5 separate regions of the Mus musculus genome follow, and all the other regions are linked to region 4. The links are chromatin contacts, called in public Micro-C and promoter capture Hi-C maps. All regions are on one chromosome and are shown on one strand. The core of a region is the stretch at or near the end of the contact, and the rest is flanking DNA. Distances in the headings are between cores, read along the strand shown. Region 1 holds the start of Cfl2 (cofilin 2, muscle). Region 2 holds the start of Nkx2-1 (NK2 homeobox 1). Region 3 holds the start of Baz1a (bromodomain adjacent to zinc finger domain 1A). Region 4 holds the start of Insm2 (insulinoma-associated 2). Region 5 holds the start of Snx6 (sorting nexin 6).

Evidence for each region. Promoter capture Hi-C pulls out the DNA fragments that hold promoters and counts their contacts. A called contact is a pair of places that touch in the nucleus more often than the background predicts.
Region 1: a contact with region 4 is called in a promoter capture Hi-C map of embryonic stem cells, with 4 times the contacts expected there. The contact joins the promoter of Cfl2 here to the promoter of Insm2 in region 4. A contact is called at or near these places in 2 of 39 promoter capture datasets (cranial neural crest and embryonic stem cells).
Region 2: a Micro-C map of embryonic stem cells shows a contact between it and region 4, with 7 times the contacts expected there. The contact joins the promoter of Nkx2-1 here to the promoter of Insm2 in region 4. A contact is called at or near these places in 5 of 39 promoter capture datasets (cranial neural crest, embryonic stem cells, hippocampal neurons and 2 more), 5 of 484 Hi-C or Micro-C datasets (all in embryonic stem cells) and 1 of 115 datasets of contacts at active chromatin or transcription factors (embryonic stem cells).
Region 3: a contact with region 4 is called in a promoter capture Hi-C map of embryonic stem cells. The contact joins the promoter of Baz1a here to the promoter of Insm2 in region 4. A contact is called at or near these places in 2 of 39 promoter capture datasets (embryonic stem cells and liver) and 1 of 9 other capture datasets (embryonic stem cells).
Region 5: a promoter capture Hi-C map of liver shows a contact between it and region 4, with 2.7 times the contacts expected there. The contact joins the promoter of Snx6 here to the promoter of Insm2 in region 4. A contact is called at or near these places in 4 of 39 promoter capture datasets (cranial neural crest, liver and second pharyngeal arch cranial neural crest).

What each region holds. Positions count from the first base shown.
Region 1 is chr12:54,860,739-54,864,988 of GRCm38.p6, reverse strand. It overlaps Cfl2 (cofilin 2, muscle), which reads left to right and starts at 2,112. Exons shown (of 4, transcript NM_007688.2): 1 at 2,112-2,245; 2 at 3,156-3,463; 3 at 3,576-3,652; 4 at 3,752-4,250. The coding sequence starts at 2,243. The coding sequence ends at 3,864.
Region 2 is chr12:56,534,929-56,539,592 of GRCm38.p6, reverse strand. It overlaps Nkx2-1 (NK2 homeobox 1), which reads left to right and starts at 2,685. Exons shown (of 3, transcript NM_009385.3): 1 at 2,685-3,284; 2 at 4,520-4,664. The coding sequence starts at 4,533. It overlaps Gm26973 (a long non-coding RNA gene), which reads right to left and starts at 2,403. Exons shown (of 6, transcript XR_872771.2): 1 at 2,087-2,403.
Region 3 is chr12:54,983,354-54,988,121 of GRCm38.p6, reverse strand. It overlaps Baz1a (bromodomain adjacent to zinc finger domain 1A), which reads left to right and starts at 1,786. Exons shown (of 27, transcript NM_013815.2): 1 at 1,786-1,960; 2 at 2,315-2,456. The coding sequence starts at 2,344. Gm51983 (a long non-coding RNA gene) reads right to left here. Exons shown (of 3, transcript XR_003950194.1): 3 at 3,473-4,759.
Region 4 is chr12:55,596,820-55,601,537 of GRCm38.p6, reverse strand. It overlaps Insm2 (insulinoma-associated 2), which reads right to left and starts at 2,621. Exons shown (of 1, transcript NM_020287.2): 1 at 1-2,621. The coding sequence starts at 2,065. The coding sequence ends at 584.
Region 5 is chr12:54,793,982-54,798,669 of GRCm38.p6, reverse strand. It overlaps Snx6 (sorting nexin 6), which reads left to right and starts at 3,008. Exons shown (of 14, transcript NM_026998.3): 1 at 3,008-3,022; 2 at 3,169-3,216. The coding sequence starts at 3,017.

The DNA of each region.
Region 1 (4,250 bases), core at 863-3,362, 740 kb after region 4:
TGCAGCTAGAGTCAAGAGCTCCCGGGTACTGGTTAGTTCATAATGTTGTTCCACCTATAGGGTTGCAGATCCCTTTAGCTCCTTGGGTATTTTCTCTAGCTCCTCCATTGGGGGTCCTGTGATCCATCCAATAGCTGACTGTGAGCATCCACTTATGTGTTTGCTAGGCCCTGGCGTAGTCTCACTAGAGACAGCTATATCAGGGTCCTATCCGCACAATCTTGCTAGTGTATGCAATGGTGTCAGCGTTTGGAGGCTGATTATGGGATGGATCCCTGGATATGGCAGTCTCTAGATGGTCCATCCTTTTGTCTCAGCTCCAATTTTTTTGTTTTTGTTTGTTTGTTTGTTTTTTTTTTTTGAGTGAATTCCTGTATAGCCCTGGCTGTCGTGGAACTCACTCTGTAGACCAGGCTGGCCTCGAACTCAGAAATCCGCCTGCCTCTGCCTCCCCAGTGCTGGGATTAAAGGCATGCGCCACCACTGCCCGGCAATTTTTTTTTTATTTTACTATTTATTTTTTTACTTATTCACTTTACATTCTGCTCATTGCCCACCTCCAAGTCACCCCCTCCCACAATCCTTTCTCCATGCTCAAGAAGCACTCACTCTTAAGAACAAACTAGGGCTGGAGAGATGGCTCAGTAGTTAAGAACACTGACTGCTCTTCCAAAGGTCCTGAGTTTAAATCCCAGCAACTACAAGGTGGCTCACAACCACCTATAAGGATATCTGATGCCCTCTTCTGGTGTGTCTGAAGTCAGCTACAGTGTACTTATGTATAATAATAAATCTGTGGGCCTGAGAAAGTAGAGTGGACCGGAGCACCCACAACAGGCAGCTCAGGCAGCTCACAATGGTCTGCCACTCTTGCAACTCTAGCTCCAGTGATCAAACATCTTCTGGCTACTAAGGGCACCCACACACACATAGCAGACCTTCACACAGATACACCTACATGTACACTGAGTAAAAACAAAAGGATTTTTTACATTTATTTTTTATGTGTGTGCACATGTGCAGGTGTTTGTGAAGGTTAGGAGAGGGAGTCAGGGTCCATGGAGCTGAGCTCACAGGTGACGACTGCCTGTGTGCTGCCTGACATGGGGATAGGGTACCACCAAGCTCGATGACTTAAGTTTAATTCCCAGGGCCCACACGGTAGAGGAGAAATGACTCCCACAGCACACCTATTCACACACACACACACACACACACACACACACACACACACACTCTCTCTCTCTCTCTCTCACACACACACACACACACACACACGATTTCAACACAATTACCAAATCAAATGTGTCAGGCCCTTTTCTCTCCACATATAAACATTTATTTTTCTAGTAATCTCAATACATCCCATTTACAGGGGAAAAGAAACGTAACTTGAGCAGTTTCTGGTTTTACTTGGATTATAATTCTGTCCAAGGTATCTCCAGAGACTTTTTGTGACCTCACCCTCTTCTTGCAGAATTCCAGGTATAAGCCAACATTCCTGCTTCTCATTCTGCCTTTGCTTAGTACTTCAATCACTAAGGTAATATTTATAGTGTTCGTTCTCCTTTTAGTAATAAGAGGGGTCTAAACCCAGGGAGGTGGTGCTTGCCTGTAATCCCAACACCTGCAGGATGGAGGCGGGATCCGTTCAAGGTCATCTGCAGTTACTTCATGAATCAAGAGACCCGCAAAAGACTCCAAACGAGATCCTGTCTCAATTCAAACACACAAAGAAGAATAAGATCTTAACGATTCATTCAAAGTCGGGGCTTTCCAAAGGGGTCCCGAAAGGTTACAATCCGGACCCTTTCCGTGGAAAGCGCAAGTGAATGAAGCAAAGAGCTCTCTACCCGACCACCACACCCCGTTTCCTCACGTCACAACCCCCCAGAGCAGCGCCAGGAGCCCGCGAACCGCTCGAGCGTTGAACCCGGATTGGTCGCTACGACCATCCCTGTCAGCATCGGGGCTCCCGCCGCCGCTGCGCGTGGTTCTGCTAGCGGTTCTGGAGCTCCGGGGTCAGGCGGAGGACAGCGGCGGGGGCGGGGCCTGACCACGTGACCGCCCCCGCCCCGCCCGCCCTGCGGCCCTCCAGCCCGCCGCCCGCCCGCCCGGCTGCAGCTCCCGGCGTGCCCTGCACTCTCTGCTGCCCGCCGCCGACCCCTCCTTCTTCTCGTCCCAGTGCCACCGAGCCGGAGTCCGAGCCACCGCCGCCGCAGCCACTTCAGCCGCGGGCACTATGGTAAGGTGGGCGCGCCGGCGGGGGAATGCTGGGCGCGGCGCGGATCCCCGCGCGGCCGCCATCTTAACCCTGCCTGGGCCTGTGCGGTGGGCGCTTCGGCGCTGCGGGCCGAGGGCTCGAGGCCCTGCGGCCGCTCCGAGTCCCGAGGCGGGAGGGCCCGGCGCAGGCCCGGCGCGAGAGGGTCGCTCCTTGGGCCAGGGCCCCCGCGTGTTGCTCTGCCCTGCGCGGCTTAAGGTTTTTAACTCGCGCGCTGTAAGGTTGGTACGTGGCCAGCAGCCTCTGGGTGAGGGTCTAGGAGGCCGGCCATAACGCCGTTCCGAGGAGATTGAACAGGTAGAAACCTATTTTAAAACGCTTTTCTCGCCGTAGGGAGCCTTTTCACGGGATCTGTTAGTTTCAAAGCGGCTGCCAATGGGCGGTGGGGCGTAATCGCTGTAGCCGCAGCGGGTTGGAGTTTACACTTGATTCTCTTTCCTTATGTGGAAGCAGCCGTGGCTAAGACGGCTTTAAAGAAAGAAAAAAAAAATAGTAGAAGCGTTAACTGAAATCCTGGAGTGTTTTTTTTTAAGGCCTGCAGAGTTGACACAATACAGAAGGTATTTTTGCTGCTGCTCCTGAAGCTCTGACATCACCCAGTGAAATAGGAAACATTTCAGGCATGGCTCAACTGTATTTGTCCCTTCCCACCTCCCGTTAGCGGTTCTCTCCGTACTCCTTTAAGAAGGATGAATGAGCAGTATGAGTTAGACATTTTACCCGTATCTTCTTCTGATATTTAAAATTGACAGACCTAATAGGACTGCTTACGTTGTTTGGTGCAGTTTTTTAATACTCTGGCCAGACTGAAGTCTATGATTTTGGTTAAAACCGAAATCCTTATTCTAAATTCCCACCCTTTGTTTGTTTTCAGGCATCTGGAGTTACAGTGAATGATGAAGTCATCAAAGTTTTTAATGATATGAAAGTAAGAAAATCTTCTACACAGGAGGAGATCAAAAAAAGAAAGAAAGCAGTTCTCTTCTGTTTGAGCGATGACAAAAGACAAATAATTGTAGAGGAAGCCAAGCAGATCTTGGTGGGTGACATTGGTGACACTGTAGAGGACCCCTACACATCTTTTGTGAAGTTGTTGCCTCTGAATGATTGCCGATATGCTTTGTACGATGCCACGTACGAAACAAAAGAGTCTAAGAAAGAAGACCTAGTATTTATATTCTGGTGTGTAAAAACAAAAGAAAAAAAGTACTTCTAAAAGTGCAAGGATTATTATTATCAGAGTCAGTTTTTGCCTTTGTTTTTCTTTTGAAATTCAACATTTTCTCCCCCGTAGGGCTCCTGAAAGTGCACCGTTAAAAAGCAAGATGATTTATGCTAGCTCTAAAGATGCCATTAAAAAGAAATTTACAGGTACCAACATCGACTGTTCTGTACAAAAAAAAAAAATTTTTTTTTTTACTCTTTCTTAGTTATAAGGTTAATGAGGTGTGTTTTTCTTTTCCGTTTTAGGTATTAAACATGAGTGGCAAGTAAATGGCTTGGACGATATTAAGGACCGCTCGACGCTGGGAGAGAAACTGGGGGGCAGTGTTGTAGTTTCCCTTGAAGGAAAGCCACTATAAAATAATAGCCAAGTGCCATTTGATCTTAAGGGGCTTACACGTATCTCTCCAGCTCAGTCCACTGGAATTGTATTAGGTTTTGTTTTTTTTTGTTTATTCCCTTTTCACTGGTCCCGTTCGTGAATGAGTGAATATAAGAAGCCTGTCAGTATTGCCATGAGACTGTTTCATATGGTTACTTTTCTGTATTCCCAAGGAATGCCTTCCTGTCTTATTTTAGCCAAAACAAACTGGTTCCATGCCTTCCTTGCAGTGAACGTTACAATGGATGTGGTTGTCAATGTGAATAGCTTAGAGTACTACAAAGGGTAAGCTAACTGAATGCCTTGAAAATATTATCCACTGGTCGGTCATATGGGAGACTTGTTTCAGTATTATTTATAGTT
Region 2 (4,664 bases), core at 1,436-3,935, 940 kb before region 4:
ATCACCGATTATTTAAGTCACTGACACAGCAAAGTAGGAAGTTGTATGAGGCAGGCTTCTACCACATCCCCACATACAGTGTGTATGCACACATTCATGCACGTGTCCATGTGCATGTATGGTGTCCATGTGCATGTATGAAGGGATTTGCTCCAGGGGATGGTGGGAGCTCACATAATCAGAAAGTGGTAAAGCCAGGTCTCAGACACCAAGATTTCTGAGCTCTACTCCAGGGCATCTCCACCCCCCCCCCCAAGTCCCCCAGCACTAACCTAGCTAATCCAGGACACAAAACTTCACTGGGACACGCCCCCTTTCTCAATGCTTGTTACAAAGTAATTATACATCACTGCAGTGATCTAGTGCTAATATGGAAGCTTCAGGTGGAGACCGGCCATAGATAGGTCGTTAATGGCTAAATACTCTGACCTAGCCTACCAAATATCGGATACAGCATGGGTTCCAAGAGTAGTTGCTAAGTGAATCATGAATTGTAAGATAACATTTTGAACTTTGCAGCATTAGAAGAAGCACATCTAGTGCCCTTGGCAGATGTGAAGGGTTTCATGGGAGTTGGAAGTAAGCAAGCTGAGGTGTAGGTGGCAAGTGGTAGATCTGGTTTGGACATCCTCTCTCTAGCGTTCTACCAGTGAGCTTTCAAAGAGACACTGGAGGGGAAGAAGGAAGTGTCCCTCTGCTACACTGCTGCAAAGACTAATGGTTACTCTGCTCTTCTTCTGGTGAAGCCTGAGTCTCTGCAGCCCTTTGATTCCTAACTAGTGAGATTAAAGAGGACCCTTGGGGCTGAACCAGGGAATAACCTTATGAGGGCTGAGCTCTGTCCTGCTAGCCACAAGGCCAGTCTACTGACAGCGCAGGAGGCACCAGCCATGAGGGGTGGACTAGGTTTTTAAGAATTAATCCACAGCTACAAGAGGGGAAAAAAATATCTCTGGTTTAACCCGAGTGGGTCCTGTTCAAGATGAGTCAGAGAGGCAGCATGCTCTCTAGTCAGAAAGACTAACCTGGTGAGAATTCTCAAGATCTTTGCATGGATGAGTTCAGAGATAAATAGGTGGCTCCCCACCCACCCACCCAACACCCCCCCCAGGCCCCCAAAGGCTCTTGAGAATTCTGGCTTACTCTTGTGGATGTCAGTGCTCATGGGAAATAATCCAGAATGGTGGATGTTTATGAAGGGGCAGAAGTATGGGAAGTTCATTTGGTTCAAGTCACAGAGTGCAACAGAGCCCCTCACCCCCAGTTCTAGATGGGAGCTGTTGGCATTGGTGCCAGCAGGAGAAGTTTGAAGCTCAGTCCAGTTCCCCTCCCCTTCAGGGTAAAGCATGGGGGTTGCCAGGCATCACTCCCCTCGAACTCTGACTGAAGCTCAGCCCCTCACCTAGTGCTGTGCGGCTGGGGATGGGGGCCCCTAGTTACAGTAGGGCTAAGATGCAGCTTGTGTACATTCTCCCAAACTGGCCACCTGCTGGTGTTTTTGAAGGTCCGGGCTGCACGGCTCAGAGACTGTAGAAGATTGAACAAACCTTTCACTCCAGACTAACAGGCCCCCCGAAGAAGCAATGGATTTGATATTAACCACAGACACAGAAATATCGACCTTGTTAGTGAGCTTAATTTTCTTCCCTCAAAGCTTTGGGCGTGTTTTGATGTGCCTGATTTTGCTTAAATCTCACCAAAAAACCTTCTGAAGAATTACCTCCTTCTGTAAGTGGCACTAAAACCGGGAGAGACAAATGACACTCTACCCTTGGTGTTCCTATGACCACCAACAATTATAAAATAACGGGGTTAAATGGAGACGGAGGACCAGGGACTTCCTAAGACGATCCCGTTCCCAATGCTAGCAGATCTGGGTCGCGCCTTCAGACTAGGTCTGCATTATGCTTTGCCTGCCCTTTCTGCCGTTCACTTGATCTAGCGTGGCTTCCCCTCCCTGCACTCTCGACACTGTAGACCAAAGTGCTGTAGCTCATCTTGAGAGCGCCCCCCAGAGAAGTCCCTGGGAAAGGAGAGCGCAGAGCTCTGCTTTCCACTTGTCCTTAGCTACAGAGACACAACGCACCTGGCCGCTTAAAGTCGGGGTTCCCTGCTTCAAAGCCACCTCGGGGGCGGTTCGAAAATGCGGGCCCAGATGGGAGGCCCGCTGATGCCCAGAGCCTTCCTTCCCTTCACGATGGAGGTAGGTGGTGAGGAAAGCTAATGTTAGTTTAGTCGTCGGCTTTGTGTTGAGGGAGTAGAGAGCACTCTTCAAGGAGAGATCTTAAAAAGCAAATAAAACAACTTTCCATACTATAATTGCTATTAATGGAAAGGAGCCTACCCTGCTGAATTAAGTAGTTCAAAACTGCTTGTTCATTATCGGGAGCTCCCTCACTACAAGGAGGGGAAAGAAAATGTGAAAACAAAAACCAAAATCAAGAAGCCTCCTTGACTGGCCGCCGAAGTGTCTAGGAGGCACCTGCCGGGCCAGGAAGCACTCCGCCCTCCCAGCCTCTAGCGCTCCAAGAAAGCTCGAACAGCAGACAAGCAAAGCCAAAACAAAAACAAACAATAACGAAAACGCTTAAATTCCAAGGAGAAAAAAAAAAAAACGGAGGTGGTCTCCAAATCTGTGCCATGCAGGGCTTGGCTGGGTAACCCACTTAGCTGCTGATCCTGACCTGGTAACAGCAATGAGGCTGACGCCCCCGGGCCCGCTAGGGAGCACAGCCCACAGCTCCCCCTTGCCAGGCGCCCAAGGACCCTCAAGGCGCGGGGCTCACACTTGAAGCCTGGGAACGCTCAGACAGGAAACCCACTTCCTCCTAAGCAGTTTCTTCCTAGCCGGATGAGAGGCGCCCAATTGAAGCAGAATGATCCTCATCTACTAATATCCAGCGTGGCCACAAAGCGACCGGCCATTTACGCCGCCACTTTAGACAAAGATATTTGGTTATTCCCGGGGAAGCAAGTGCACTTTTGCATGGCTGAGCTCCGGGAGGAGGCGAGCCTCAGCCCAGCCTCCCGCCCGCTGGGCTGCGGGCGTCGAGATATTCGCCTCCTCCCGGACAACGAGTTCCACCCGGGTTCAGACTCAGTTCCACTCTGCAACGGATCTGCGGGCGCTCACGCGGCTCCCCGCCCGGGCTTTCACTGAAGCATCGGAAGGGAAAACTGCGGGGATCTGAGCTGGGGTGCTGGGACTGGGATGTCCTCGGAAAGACAGCATCAGCTTCTGAAGCCGAAGTATCCAGGCCATGGGCAAGGGTCAGGGGCACCAGGTTTGTTCGAGATGGGGCAACTTCCGTGGTGGACTCTCCTGTTAATCCCCCGCACCCTTAGCCTCGTAGCTCAGAGGGCCAGCGGTGTACTTGCCTGGGCCGGCAAAAGGGGTGGAGAAAGGGAGCGGCGGGGTGGGGTGGGCTGGGGGGGCTGGTCCGCTAGGGAGCCAGGAGCTTGGTGGGGGGTGGCGCGGGGATCGGTGACAGCCTCCCGGAGGCAGTCGTTCCCTTACTCAGCTCCCCCTCCGCCCGCTGGGATTCTCTCGGGTAAGGGGAAAGGGGGCGGGGAGCAGAGGTGTCCCTCTGACGGCGGCGGCAGAAGAAGCAGACAGACTGACAGACACATAGACCAACAGTGCAGCCCCAGGGTTCATCCCCAGACTCGCACACTCTTTTGGTGGTGACTGGGGCTCAGCGCAGCGAAGCCCGATGTGGTCCGGAGGCGGTGGGAAGGCGCGGGGCTGGGAGGCCGCAGCGGGAGGGAGGAGCAGCCCCGGCAGGCTCAGGTGAAATCCCGCTCCCTGCTCCTCAGCCCCCTTCTCCCCCAAAGGCCAGCCCCTGACCTCGGAACCCCGACCAAATTGGACCGCGGTTCCACTTTGTAACTCCCCAAGTTGGTTGCAAAGCAGTATTCACCTTCCGTTCTCCTTTCCATCCCTCCCCTTAGGTTATTCTCTACCCCACCTCTGGCCCTCCCGCTCTCGGTTCCCTCCTCCTTCCCCCCCCCCCGCCTTTTCCTCGCGCGCCACAGGCACCCCACAAAAATGGGGGTGGGGGTGTCCAAGGGAGGGGGAAAGTAATGCTTTGGTTCTCTCTCTCTCTCTCTCTCTCTCTCTCTCTCTCTCTCTCTCTCTCTCTCCCTCTCTCCTTCTTTCTCTCTTTGAGACCTAAAAATCTTGACAAGTGAAGCTTAAAGGTGTTTACCTTGTCATCAGCATGTAAGCTAATTATCTCGGGCAAGATGTAGGCTTCTATTGTCTTGTTGCTTTAGCGCTTATGCCCCGCCTCTGGTGGCTGCCTAAAACCTGGCGCCGGGCTAAAACAAACGCGAGGCAGCCCCCGAGCCTCCACTCAAGCCAATTAAGGCGGACTCGGTCCACTCCGTTACGTGTACATCCAACAAGATCGGCGTTAAGGTAACACCAGAATATTTGGCAAAGGGAGAAAAAAAAAGTAGCGAGGCTTCGCCTTCCCCCTCTCCCTTTTTTTTTTCCTCCTCTTCCTTCCTCCTCCAGCCGACGCCGAATCATGTCGATGAGTCCAAAGCACACGACTCCGTTCTCAGTGTCTGACATCTTGAGTCCCCTGGAGGAAAGCTACAAGAAAGTGGGCATGGAGGGCGGCGGCCTCGGGGCTCCGCTCGCAGCGTACAGACAGGGC
Region 3 (4,768 bases), core at 537-3,036, 610 kb after region 4:
GTTCTCTCTTTCCCCTATGTGGGTTCTGGAAATGGAACCTAGGTAGTCAGGTTTGGTGACAAGTGTCTTAATCCACAGAGCCATTTGCCTGCCTATCTCGATTTTCGATAATTTAACAATTTTTAAAATGTAGCAAATAGTAAGTTGAAAACTAGAAGTATTCAGAGAGTTTAATCCCTTTCTAGATTCCCACTTATTTTAACTTTTGGATTATATGCATACTGTGCTAATACAGACCTCAGGCTAGGGGCTTAGCATGCTTAGGCCCCTGGGTTCACCTATCTCTCTCTCTCTGTCTCTATCTCTCTGTCTCTCTCTCATGCACGCACACACAACACTCACCTTGTAAATTAAATTTTCTTCTTGCCCCTTGTTTAGGGGACTGTTGTAGGTGCTATTAATAACTACTTCCTAGAGAATTCTTACTATTATTCTGTATATTATTTGGAGGTCAATTTTTTAAAAGTTTTTTGTTTGTTTGTTTTTCGGGACAGGGTTTCTCTGTATAGCCCTGGCTGTCCTGGAACTCACTCTGTAGACCAGGCTGGCCTCGAACTCAGAAATTTGGAGGTCAATTTTCAAAACACCAAGTCTTTAAGTGTGTACTGTGTACTTCTCTGAAAAGCATACAGTCTTACGTATATACTTGCCACTGGGAGACTTGTAAGCTTCTGTGGCTATGCTCATGCAGAAATGTGTATGCACACACACTATTAACTGCTTTTTAGTGCCATAGAACAGACTTTCACCAAGTATTATTTTACTCGTTCTATAATCATAGTAGTTTGAGAAGTTCATAACTGGTAAATAGTCTTAAACACCACCACCCACATACAAATAGTTATAGAAGATCCCAGTTTTTAAAATCATTTCACAGCATTAGTAATTAGGAAAAAAAGTAACATTTTACTGGAAGACTATTCCTCAGTTATACTTTTAGACTCATTCTTACATGTTAATTTGCAAATAAGCAAATAGAGTGATGGCAAAAATTATTAAAAGTTGGTGAACATTCTGAATGACTTCTAACTTAGAATATCCTTTTCAATTCAAAAGTCCCAAGTCTTATAAGAATTAAATTTGGTTTCATTTGTGAAAATTACTGATATGGGAAAATTGTTTAATGAGACATCTCGGTAGTAAATTTAACATCGTTAGGACTCTAATTGAACTGAAAATTGACCTTAAGTTACTTGTAGATTATAAGTTACTTATACTTTTTAAAAATTCTGGGTTTAGTTTTAAATATGTAGGGGGATCATATAAGTGAGATGACATTTCAAACTTTTGTCTTTTCCTGAGCTATCAAACTCTTTGAATTGTTTTAAGTATCAAGAAGGACTGGTGTCAAAAAAAGTTCTTTCTTTCAAGATGGATGATTACGCATGCAAAATACTTTGAGGGTTTTAGCGATTTCGTTTCTTATTCTTCCTTTCTTCAAAACGCAATTTAAATCGGAGCCGGAATCCCCTTTTCAACTCAATAGCTGGGCGCTGGTGGCCCATTGGAAAAGATGAAGACTTTACTTTGTCTGCCATGTGTTTAAGGAACACTAGCGCTTTCCCCAGATCTTCTGGCCGATAATCTCAAACATGGAGGATGCTTCTGATTCCTCACGAGGGGTTGCTCCATTAATTAATAATGTAGCTCTCCCAGGCTCTTCGCCCTCTCTTCCTGTATCAGTGACAGGCTGTAAAAGTCATCCAGTAGCCAATAAAAAGGTAGAAGCGAGAAGCGAAAAGCTCCTCCCCACAGCTCTTCCTCCTTCAGAGCCGAAAGTAGCTCAGAAACTTCCCGGGAGCGCGGAGAGGCGGGGAAGTGCCGGCGGGACGCGATCCCCGCGCGGAGCCCGGCAGTGGCAGCGGGAGCGGCGGCGGCCGGGAGAGACTCCGGGGCGGGGCGGGCCGGGACCTCGCGGCGTTCCTCGTGGGAAGGTGCGGCGGCGGGCAAGTGCTCGCAGGTGAGGGGCTCGCCAGCCGGCGTCCCGGGGAACCGGGAACAAAGCGCGGCGGCGCCCGGGCTCCGTGGCCGCCTAGCCCCGGGGATGCGTCGAGCACGTTGCGAGTCCCGGGACCGGTGGTGCGGCGGCCCGGAGCGGCGCTGGGGGGTGGGGGGGGGAGCCGCCGCACCGCCCGCCGCCGGGCGTCCGCCCCATTGTGAGGCGCCCGCGGGGCGCGCCGGGGCCGCGGCCGCCCGACAGACTGGGCACCCCGGCGGCGGGGAGGACCGGACTCGTCTGTCACACAAAAGGCAGCCGAGCCGCCCCGGCGCTCCCCGACCTTACCGGCTTTCTCCTTTCCCTCCAATTTGCTAGGGGCGCGGGCGGACGCGCGCAGCCGGGAGATGCCGCTGCTTCACCGAAAGCCTTTCGTGAGGCAGAAGCCGCCGGGGGACCTGCGGCCGGACGAGGAAGTTTTCTACTGTAAAGTCACCAACGAGATCTTCCGCCACTACGAGTAAGGCCGGCCGCGCAGCGGGGACAGCCGCCCCCGCGCCCTTTTGTCTGTCTGTCTCCTCTTTCTCTCCCGGGGCTCGTGACGGGTGGCCGGGCCGCCCATCCCCCGCGCGCCGTGACCGCGTGGGGCGGCTGGCGGCGGGGCCCGCGGAGGCCGGCGACCGCTCGGAGCCGCCGCGCTCGCCCGGGCGGGCGGAAACTCCCCGCCTCGCCCCTCCCCGCCGTGGCCGCACGCGCTCGGCCGCCGGTTCCGGGATCCCCGCCGGGTCAGCCCGCGCGCCGCCCCGGTGCCTCAGCCCGGAGAGGGATTCTCCGAGCCCGAGGGCAGGAAGCGGGCTGGCCCCGGACTGGGTTTTTCGCGGTCGCGCGTGGCTTCTGACGTTTGGTAGTGGGAGGCTGCCGGGGCTGAGGTGGGGACGGGGCGGGAGTGGAGGCTCGCTCCGCGTTGGGGGCAAAGGGGTTACTTCACCGGCCGGGAGGACGGGGCCGGGGAGCGTTGGGGCACGGGTGTCCTGAGCGGCGGCCTCGCGTCCCGCGCCGCCTAGGCCTGGGAGTGTGCGACGAGAGCCACGCTCTGTCACCGCCTCTTCTTGGTGACTAAACTCCGGTCCCCGGGGAACTCGGCGTCTCCGCCCCCAGGAGACCTGCGAGGGAGTAGTCGAGCGGAGCGTGGGGAAAGGAGTGGGAGATAGCGGGGTCCCGGACGCCCCTGGTTTTCCTTTCGAGCACCAAGAGCTAGGCGGTGGGAGTTGGGAGAGGGGGGTTAGACAAGTTCAACTCCAGCTTCAGTTTGTCGCCTCCACCGCCACCTCCCCGCCCCAACACACACTCCCTCCTCTGGCTCATGTGGGCCGCCTGACATGTGCCACTGCTTTTGTTTTGATAAGAACCTGAAGCTGCTGCAGATGTAGCTTCAACTCCCAATTTTTTGTCATTGCTTGGTGTATCCAAGAGTTTCCGTGCGTGGCTCAGTGACACGAAGCAGCGACCGGTGTTTAAACAGACTCTTAAGTGAGAACCCGAATTGATCAGTCACGGGACATACACACACACACACACACACACACACAAGCCCTCTCGTTCTTTCTTTCTCCTCCACGCAGACTCTCTTTGTGGCTTAGAAACCGTATGTTAATAGCAACCGAATAGGTTGTGTGAAGGAGGATTTCTGAGTTTGGGGGCCTGAGAGAAAGGCTTGATCCAGGGATGTCTTTAGGCGAACTCAACAGCCAGCTGAGAAAGGAGTAGTGAGATTAGAAAAGTCAGTTCCAAGAAAGACCCTCCACTCCCTACCCTATCTTCAGCTCCCTAGAAGGGGTTACAGGTAACCATGTTGTATCTAGAGAAGTAGATAGTACTTTTCACCAAACAGTACCCTTAAGTAGGAGTGCACATCTCACTGGGCTCCTGTATAGACTTGTTTTATTACTTTGAGTGCACTCTTGTAACTTCTTAGGTGGAATTGAGTTGGGTAACTGTGCGAGGATGATGTCTTCATCTAATGTTTAAGCTAAAATCCTTAGGAACATTTCTGATTAATTTTTAATTTAAGAGTACCAAGAAAATAGTTAACAGGCTCACATCCAAAACTCTTCCTTGGTTTTATATAAGCAGTCTTTTGAAAAGGCTCTCCTGGCATTGGTTGAACCAGAGGGTCTGCAAGTTCAAGGCCAGCCCGTGGGCCACAGTGAGTTTTGGTTCAGTCTCTCGCTCTCTCGCTCCAAGGTTTCTTTGAAACTGGAACAGAGTGGCCTGACCTGGCCCAAAAATTTTTTATTTTTTATTTTAATTTTTTTTATTTTTGGTTGTAAATTGTTAAAAAAAAAAGACAGTTGGCTCTTAATACTAGAACTTATATATCTTAAATATAATTTCTTATTGATTTTTTTTATTATCCAGTGGCTTAATCTCTTTGACTTTTTTTTTCCTACTTGGAATTGAAAATCCACATCTTTGACTCCATGTAAATTTTAATACGCTCTTCCACCTCACACTAGTAGGCAATCCATCTTGCTTCAACCCAGAACAAGTTTACAGTGAAAAGCTCCCTGAGGAAAAGATTTGACTAGCTTCTAGTACATTGTGTTTGGTTGTCTGTCGTTCTTGTCAACTGAGTCCTTTTCACGAATGAGGAAGGCTTACAGGCTCTTGATTAAGCCCCTGGATTACAGTTGTAGTCACATATTTTAGCACTTGTTGGCACTAGAACTTGAATTCATCTTTCTAAGGCCTTCCATGTTCTGTGCTTCTTGCTATTTACTATCACATGTTGCTTCTATGAAGAATTCTTCCTGTTGCCAAAGTCTGTAGAAA
Region 4 (4,718 bases), core at 1,372-3,871:
GGACATTATCACACCAGACAGCAACAGCCTCAGATTTCCTGTCCATCCACGCGGGTGTGGGTCTTCCCTCCCTTCAGGTTTGACATCAGTCACAAAGCTTGATTCACAGAATATACAAGACAAAAAAAAAAAAAAAAGTCTGACCCTATTGAGACAGAAACGACTTAAGTGCCTGTGGTGGCAAAAGAAAAACAAAAACAAAAACAAAAACGTTGGTGACTACCACTTTAGGTAGAATCTTGTGTAGACAGACTTGCAGGCGTTCACTGCGATTTTCCATAGGAACTACAAACCCAAGGGAATCCATTGGGGTCTCCAGCGTTTTAAGGAAGGGGAAATCTCATTGTAGTGGGAGTGAGGACTTGAAGCTGTCAGCGTTGACCGTGAATTTTTATGCCAAATACATACCTGCTCTAGAGAGGGGGTTTTACATCTTGTTGCCCTCTCCTCAGGCACCATGACTGAGAGTTTTAAGAGGGAAGGTATGGGAAGGAAACTGGAAATTGCAAGATGAAGAGAGTCCCACAGGAGTTCCCGTATGTTTTCTCCAAGCCATTCTCGAAATCTCGACAGGCCTCGGTCCTCAACAGCCAGGCCTCAGTGGCATCTGCAGCAGCAGCACTTGCCGGCTTTCGGAGGGGTGGCACTTATTGATGTGCCGGGTCAAGCCGGGGGAGCTAAAAAAAGTGGACGGGCAGTACTTGCAGGAGAAAATCTGCTGAGCGCTACCATCGGATGCCCCTCCGGGGCCTGCTTCCGAAGGTGCCCCGACCAAGGCGGGCAGTAGCAGCTCCTCGCGGACAGCGTGCCATAGCCGGTGCTTCTCTCGAATGTCCGCGGACGGGAAGTGCGCCCCGCAAAGCGGGCACGCAAAGGTGAGTGGGGCCGTGCGCTCCGAGCCAAAACCCGGAGTTGGTGCACGGGCCGAGCCCGTCTCATGGGTGCCCAGGTGCTTGCGCAGATAGGCTTGGCGACGGAACTTTTTGTGACAATACGGGCACACGAAGACCTCGGACGTCGCTCCTGCGCTGGCACCGCTCGACCCCGGCCCGTGGCGCCCTAGAATCACCTCGGGGTAGGGAGCCTGGGGTCGTGCGGCCTCCGGGTACACTAGAGCCTGTAGGCCCGGGCGCGCGGCGCTGTCCCGGTGCTGACCGTCTCCGGAGCTGTCCGGAGCCTGCGGGTGCTGATCGTCGGTCCGCGGCACGCGGCCGTTCTCCTTGCCCGTCGCCAGGGAAGGGTCCGGAGGGGTCAGAGGCGCGTGGGGAGGTTTACTCGCGGCGCAGGCAGGCGTGGGACGTGGCTTGTGCCAGCGGCGGTGGGAGGCGAGGTTCGCGGGGCAGCTGAAGACCTTGTCGCACTCGGGACAGCGGTACTCGACGCGCACGATGCGGGAGCAGCGGTGCTGAGCCAGAGCGAAGGGGTCCGCGTACTGGTGCTTGCACAGCTGGCAGATGAACTCCCCCAGCGGGGTGCGGACGCCGCCCAGAGCCCGTGCCGGAGCCCCGGGCTCCTCCTCTTTGATCTTCAGACCCAGCACCGGGGACGTGGTCACCTCATCTGCGAAGCTCAGCCTTCTCACCGCCTTAGGTTTCCTGACGGCTGCCGGCGCTGAGGCGCAGACTGGGGCACCCTTACCGCGGCGCTGGAGGCCATGCGGGGCGGGCCCGGGGACGGGAATTGGAACGGATACAGGGACCTGCGGCGGTACCAACTCCTCCCCGGAGGTCACGGCCGCGGGCGCCGCGGAGCAGAAGGCGGTGGCGCTGGGGAAGGACTCCGCAGAGACCGGAGAGCGCAGGCAGCGCTCCAGGAACGCGCGGCGCAGCTCGGGGCCCGCCGGCCTCGCGGGGCTGGGGCCGGGGCCGTCGCCGCCACCCGCGCCCCACTCGGCGTCGTCCTGCGGAGGTGCGAGGCAGGGGGACCCCAAAAGTCCCCGACCGGGCTCCTCCGGTGAGGATTGCGCCGCGAGGGGACCCGGAGGAGGGAAAAGCGGCTCCACCGGGCGCGCGCGGTAGGAGCTGCCGGAGCGCTTGGTTCGCTTCACCAGGAAGCCCCTCGGCATGGTGGGTCGGGTGCCCGGGCGAGCCCCGGAGCTAGGAGGGCTGGACGGAGCCGGGCATGCGGCCGCCCGCTTTATAGCTGAGACGCCGGGCCGGGTCGGGCCGGGCCCCTCGGGCTGTGCCGGCCAATCAGGAGTGGGAGCGGGTCCCGGGGCGGGGCCTCCACCCGGCCGGGCGCCCCGACAGAGACGCGGGAAGACGAGCGGGCACGAAGGGGCTTGGGGCGCCCAGTGCAGCCTCCGGGGACCTCGCGCTAGGGAGCCAGAGCCACCAGCCCGCCACGCGCCGAGAACTGACCAGGCCCACGCCTGGGCGTCGCTCTGAAAGGCTCGGCCGCCTCGGGAGGTCAGAGGAGGGACGGCCACCGCGACAGGGCGGGAATCCGCGCGGGAACGGGTTAACGTCCCTCCGCCAGTACTGAGCTGATGAGAAGCTGCGAGCGAACTGCAGGGCAGCTAAATCCACCGCCCTGTGCCTACACTTGACGGCGGGAGCACGTCTGCCATCCAGTATCGATCGGGACTGCGCGCTTCTGTGATACTATGAGAATTCATCTGGGGAGAAGAGCTCTCGGCGCCGCAGATCGTGCGTGCTGGCAAACCTCTGGAGCTCAGGACGCTGCACGGTTCAGGCGCCGAGCTCTTGGCTGATAAGTGTCCCCTCCCTTGGGGAAGAGGAGTGGGGAGGGGAAGGGATCTAATTTTCGACTGTCCTCACATAAAGTGGTTTCTCTGTTCACACTTTCCACTTAAGCTACCCAGAGACATGACTTAATGCCTAACTGGCCTGTTTAGCATGGAGGAGATTGAGTGAGAAATGCTGGTGGAATCGGCATTACACCTGCTTCCCTCTACATGACAAGAGACACTCTGCAAAAGATGTGCAGTACACCAACTCAACAGATTGTCCTCTGGGCCCCTTGCCACCAGCTGGGCACTTCGTTGTTGTAGTTAAGAACCTGAAGAGATTTGTAGGTTTGTAGTACTGATTGAACGGTGAAATAATTAGCCCTATTCGACAGAGGTACCGTATCAGCCTTTATAACAAAACCCATGCAATGTGAGAAGAGGAAAGGGAAAGACCCGTGCTCGGAGCTCCTCGATAAACAGAACTAAAAGCAGACTCAGTTAAAGTGGAATGCAGGCTGAGTCCCATCATCAGTGAAGTAATTTCACATGGAGGACAGTATTTAAGGAAAGAGACATGAAGGTCTGTTTATCTCTGGCTATGCATCAGGTTATGCTTAAGCAGGCATGCGCGCATGCACACACAATAAAGTTTCACAATATAATACTTAACCAAATACCCTGGATCCTCTGGTTTTCTGTCCTGCTGTACTTTAAGGACTGGATTAAGCTCAGCAGTTATGATGCTTTCCATTAAACAGTGTGGAGCGAGCGGCGTACAGTAAGTGTGAGATTTTACAATCAAAATTCCTATCCCGAATCATTAAAATGCTAAAGTGCTAAGTAGGTTAATAAGCTTGGTTTCCTGAGCTGGTCATTTCCAACATGTCAGTGACCTCGGGGCTGACTTCTCACTCAAATTCATCTCATCCTACCCCTTGCCCACGAGGCTTTTTCCTGAAGCAAAGCATATTGGCTCGTGTTTTCCACCAGCTCCAGTGCTGCTCCCCCACCCTCTTCAATGACAACCTTCCTGGAAAACAATACCACATTTTTTTTTCATTCTTAATTAACAACTTTCTAGAAAATATGGATAAAGAAAACTCTTTGTCACAGTATTGTTGGTGATTGTAAATACGCTGAGATTACGTCGAGGAACTCACCTCTACTGCAGATGATGAGTTAGCCATCAGCATCAGACGGAACTCAGAGTACATCATGACACTAGGCCCCAGGATGGGAAGGTGCATGTGTGCACTGCAGAGCTCAGTGAGGAAGGAATGAAATGCATGCGACACCGGAAGCGCTCGGGATGGAAACGTTGTGATGCGCATCCGCTTAGTAAGAATTTTAATAGTTTTTGCTGACTTCAGTTTTTAGATCTTTTAAGTGACCTGCAAAAAGTATACATGACTCTGGTGATTAGAAATAAAAATAAAAAGAATATCACACACACACACACACACACACACACACACACACACACACAAGGCTAAGGTTAAATGTGGCAGCTTTCCCTAGGATAGACTTGTGCGGTTGTGGACATTCCCCAGATCCTTGACAGGGAGACCTGACCCTGCCAGCTGAAAGTCACTCCTTCAGTTAAAAAATAAAGACTTTAAAATTCCGGTAACATAGGACTCGGTGCGAACCTCCCCTGGGCTATCCTAAAAGATTCTTCAGAGTGCCAGCAATCCTTTCTGTTCTCTCACTAAGATACACAATAGGGCTGGAGAGATGGCTCAGCGGTTAAGAGCACTGACTGCTCTTCCAAAGGTCCTGAGTTCAAATCCCAGCAACCACATGGTGGCTCACAACCATCTGTAATGAATGAGATCTGATGCCCTCTTCTGGTGTGTCTGGTGTGCTTACATGTAAAAAATAAATCTTAAAAAAAAAAAAAAAAGACATACGATAAAGATGAGGCCTAGAGAGTATGTGAGATCTTGGTGTCACCCACCCCCTTTCTCTTGACAGTGGGGACATGTTCCCTCTCTGCTCTGTTACACTTTGGCAAAAATTCATGAAT
Region 5 (4,688 bases), core at 1,759-4,258, 800 kb after region 4:
TTAACTGCTTAGTCATCTCTCCAATCCCTTAATGATGGTTTTTAAATGCTTTAACCTTCCTTGTAACCCACTGCCCAACAGAGGTAGTGGAAAAGAAAGGATACAGGGGAAGTGGACCTGTTTAGATAGGTTCTTTGGAGCAACTCCCATCTGTGTTGTCTGGAAATCGACTGTTCAGCTCGCAGGTTAACAGGCAGTGGCAGCTCAATCACTTGCAATCACCTCACAGATGCACCAGCAGTCCAGTTCGGTAGAGTCTGGTTAGTGACAGCAGTGATATAACCTAGCAGAGACACCCTCACCTCAGGCCTCTCCTCGAGTCAGCAGGAGGGACCAACAGGAACACCAGAAGTTCTCAGCTGTGCATCTCTCAGGGAAGCAAAGATCAGCGATGATGAGAGACCTACAAGTGTTGCCCAGCTAGCTGTACCAGCAAGCCAAGCTCTGTTTCCGTCATTCAGTAGAGTCCTATTTATACCCTCCAAACATCACATCTCCTCCACGTACCTTACCTCAGCCTGGCTTTTGCCTCAGCATGGGCATCCAATCAGCCTGAGTCCTTGGAAGCAGCAACAAACCGTAACACACCACCAGAAGTTTTTTGGTGCATTTCTCTCTATGTCGTCCCAACAAATGCAGCTCAACTATGCAATGTAAGGCGGACCAATACATGCGTGTTAGCAAAGAATCTTTCATCACGTGTCCTGTCACGTGCTTGCTTTAGCGGCACATCCTCTTCTCCTGTGTCTGCTTCAGACAAACATTCCTTCACAAGTCTGCCTTAGCCTTTCAACTGTGTTCACTTTAACAAAACCTTCATTCATGTGTTTTCCCCAGCAAAACACCATCTAATCAACTTTCCAAAGAACCCTTAAAAAAAAAAGATTTACTTATGTATTTATTTTATGTGAGCACACTGTTGCTCTCTTCAGACACACCAGAAGACACGTCAGAAGAAGAGATTAGATCCCATTACAGATGGTTGTGAGCCACCATGTGGTGGCTGGGAATTGAACTCAGGACCCCTGAAAGAGCAGTTAGTACCCTTAACCACTGAACCATCTCTCCAGCCCCCTAAAAAACCCTTAAAGTAAATTCAATGGTCTCTCTAAGACCATGGTTGAGAGGAAGTTCTTATTATAGATACAAGAGAGGGTACAATCAATTGGAAGAATCCAGAGCAAGGAGAGAAAGTAGAATTTACAGGAGCAGCAGACTGGACCAGGGCATGAAAGGAGAAAGGGGGGTGGGGAGAGTGAAAGAGGGAAGGAAAAGAGAGACAAGAGAGAGGGGACCAAGAGATCACATAGGGGGCTGGAGAGATGGCTCAGTGGTTAAGAGCACCGAACGCTCTTCCGAAGGTCCTGAGTTCAAATCCCAGAAACCACATGGTGGCTCACAACCATCTGTAAGGAGATCTGACGCCCTCTTCTGCAGTGTCTGAAGACAGCTACAGTGTACTTACATAGAGAGAGAGAGAGAGAGAGAGAGAGAGAGAGAGAGAGAGAACATGGTCGGAATGCACTGGGGAGGGGAAGCCTGTGAGCTGGAGACGTTTAGGGTAGGGGCAGGGTGAGAAGAGCTAAGAGGAGCTGGGCTGCCATCATGGGCCCTGTAGTAGATATTTGAGATGCTGAGAGCCTGGAGGCTGGCCAGCATGTGCACTTTGGTCATTTCAGACTTTTTGTTGATGATAAAGGGCAATGGAATCTCTCTGTAACTGCTTCTTGGCTGAAATTAGGGTGTCATTGTCAGAGCCAGGAAGGCTGAGATGCTAGTAAGGCCAGGGGTGGAGAGAAGATTCACACCAGCAGATCGTTATTTACATGTATATGTGTAGGAAGGGAGGTGGAGAAAATGAGTCAATTGCAGACACGGTGGTATTTGTTTGGATGTGAGGCATGAGGAGATGAAGGATCTGAAGAGGACAAGTCGAAACCAGGCTTGGACCTTGAGAGTGATGATGTCATTAAGTGGAGACACAATAGTCCGGGCGGTGGTGGCACACGCCTTTAATCCCAGCACTTGGGAGGCAGAGGCAGAGGCAGGCAGATTTCTGAGTCAGAAGCCAGCCTGGTCTACAGAGTGAGTTCCAGGACAGCCAGGCCTATACAGAGAAACCCTGTCTCTAAATAAATAAATAAATAAATAAATAAATAAAAGTGGAGACACAGCTTTGCTTGAGTGATCCTTTGTAGAAGTGAAGTGTGGTAAGTTAGAAATGATTATTTTTATAAAATTTATTTATTTATTGGTTTTGTGTGTGTGAAAGGACAATCTGCAGTACCATTCTACCTTGTGGGTCAGTCCTGGGGCTTGAACTCAGGCCTCTAGGCTTAGCAGCAAGTACTTTTCCTCACTGCTAAACCAACATGCTGGCCCAAGGGATTATTTTCTTGAAGCATCTGTGGATGCTCCTTTCCTGCTACTCAGCTGGACAGTTAGATCAGGTCTGGCGATTGTTTCTTAGTATACAGGCAAGGAATACTCTTGTAATGAGAACGGCTCTGTTTTTATAGTGCTCGGTCATTAGCACCCCAAACTGAGGTAGTTATTACTTCCCCAGCAGTAAAAGCTTGATTATAGCCCCTGTCTGCTTATTGTGTGAAGGCTTTTGGCTCCTGAAACTTCCACAGGCAATATGGTATTAATGGTGATTAATCATCATGTAACTCAATACAAAGACAAGAATATTTACTGTGACTTCCTGGGAGTACTGGTACAGTTTTTTAGGGGCCCTCGGGGGCAAGAGACGTGGACCGTTCTCCGGGTGGCCCTGGGGCCTTCCCAAGCCTGAGCTCGCCAGCAGTGAGCAGCGACTATCGCTCTGGGCCAACCCTCCCTCTTACCTGGAGCAAAGGACCCTGCGTCCTTTCCCCTTCAGGGACTGCTCCCCCTCCTAGAGCGGGCGGGGGGCGGGGCTGGCGCTCGGCTCCGCCCTCCGCCCCACCCGCGCGGCCGACTAGGTTCGTGGCCTTGCTTGTGCGACTGCGCGAGCCCTGGACTCGAAGCAGCCATGATGGTGGGTGTTCACGGCGGCGCCGAACTCGGGGCGCGCGGTGGGGGCGGCGGGCGCGGGGACGGCGCGGGCTGGGCGCTAATGTCTCTCTTTGTGTCTCCCCCTTTCCCTGCCTCCCCTTCGGTGTGCTGGGCCCGCCGACCCCACAGGAAGGCCTGGATGACGGCCCCGACTTCCTCTCGGAGGAAGACCGCGGAGTAAGTTGTGTCTTCTGTGGTCTCGACCCTCGGTCCCTCCCCCGCCGTGGCCCGAGAAGGGGTCCAGGCTGCGCTGCCGCCCTGGGTCGCCCTCCCGACCTCCGCGACGCGCGCCCCGCCCTTCTGCAGCCCTTCGTCCCTGGGGTCGGGCGCTTCTCGGTTCCGCTGGTCCCGTGGCCGCTTTCTCGCCCTAGGTGGGCGATCCAACCCTGTGCTGAGCTTGCTTTTCCCAGGCCCCGCTGCAGGTGGGGTGGCCGGGTTGGAACGCCCCCATCCTTGACTCTCTGGGCCACGAAACCCATTTTCAGACCTTCCCGGTGGTACCGTCAAAATCTTTCTGTGGCTTTCTGGAACCTCGTTTCTCCTTTCTCTGCTGAATGGTATGGATTTGGTCTAAATTTACTCTTTTGTAATGATTTTTTTGCAATCAGCAAATCTCAGTTTTGCCCTAAAAGATTTTTAAAGAACGGGTCGCTTTCAGTATCTTTACTTTTTCTAGTATATTCCTCAATCCCCATCCTTTTCAGGATTCTCTCGATATTGTCTCCCATCTCTAGCTCATGTTAAGGTATGACTTACAAAATAATAATTTATATAAAGATGTACAGCGTGATATTTTGATGCGTGTAGAGGTTGTGAAATAATTACCATTGTCAAGTTAATGAACACAGACCTCACTCGGGACCTTACTCAGGTACCTTCATTTTCTTTTTTGAGGAGAGCACTTGGTCTGCTCTCAGCAGAGTTTCAAGTATCCATTATTATTAGTCACTCCACTGTACATTAAGTATCCAGAACTTAAAACTGAAAGTTTGTATCCTTTGACCACTCTCCCCCCTCCCCGCTTCCTGCCCCTTGTTCAAAGGTCTCATTTCTCGCTCCCACTGCATCCCCCCAGCAGCACTCCATTTGTCTTAGTGAAAGATAGCATTGCATGTAGAGCCTTGTACAGGTGCACTGTTACTAATGTATGACTGCCACTAAGCAAAGTTTCATTGTCACCATTTTATCACTCAGCAGCTCACACTTGTCCAGAAACTTGGTTTGAAACAAGTTTCCTTGTACAAAGCAATTTTTTTCCTGCCTCCCAAGTGTGGATGTGGTGCATGCCTCCTAGCCTAGTTTTCCTTTTGTTTTCTATTTTGCGGCTACTTATCCATCCTAGAAAATGTGAGAGATGCAGGTGTTAGTGGATTCAGGATAGATGGTAACCGTGCAGGATATTGTTGTTGGTAAGAGATTCTTTGTCTGTGTGGTGGGTAGGTGCAACTGTGTACAAACAAGTTCTGTAGAGGTCAGACAGTGTCAGACCCCAGAGGCTGGTGTCACAGGTGGTTTTGAGAGCAATCTGTGTGGATGCTGGGAGCTGAATTCAGGTCTGTAAGAGCAGTGTGCCCTAACTCCTGAAGTCATCTCAGCAGCCCCTGAAGCAGTTTTAAAGAGTTAGTGTCACAGAGGGGCACATACTACTG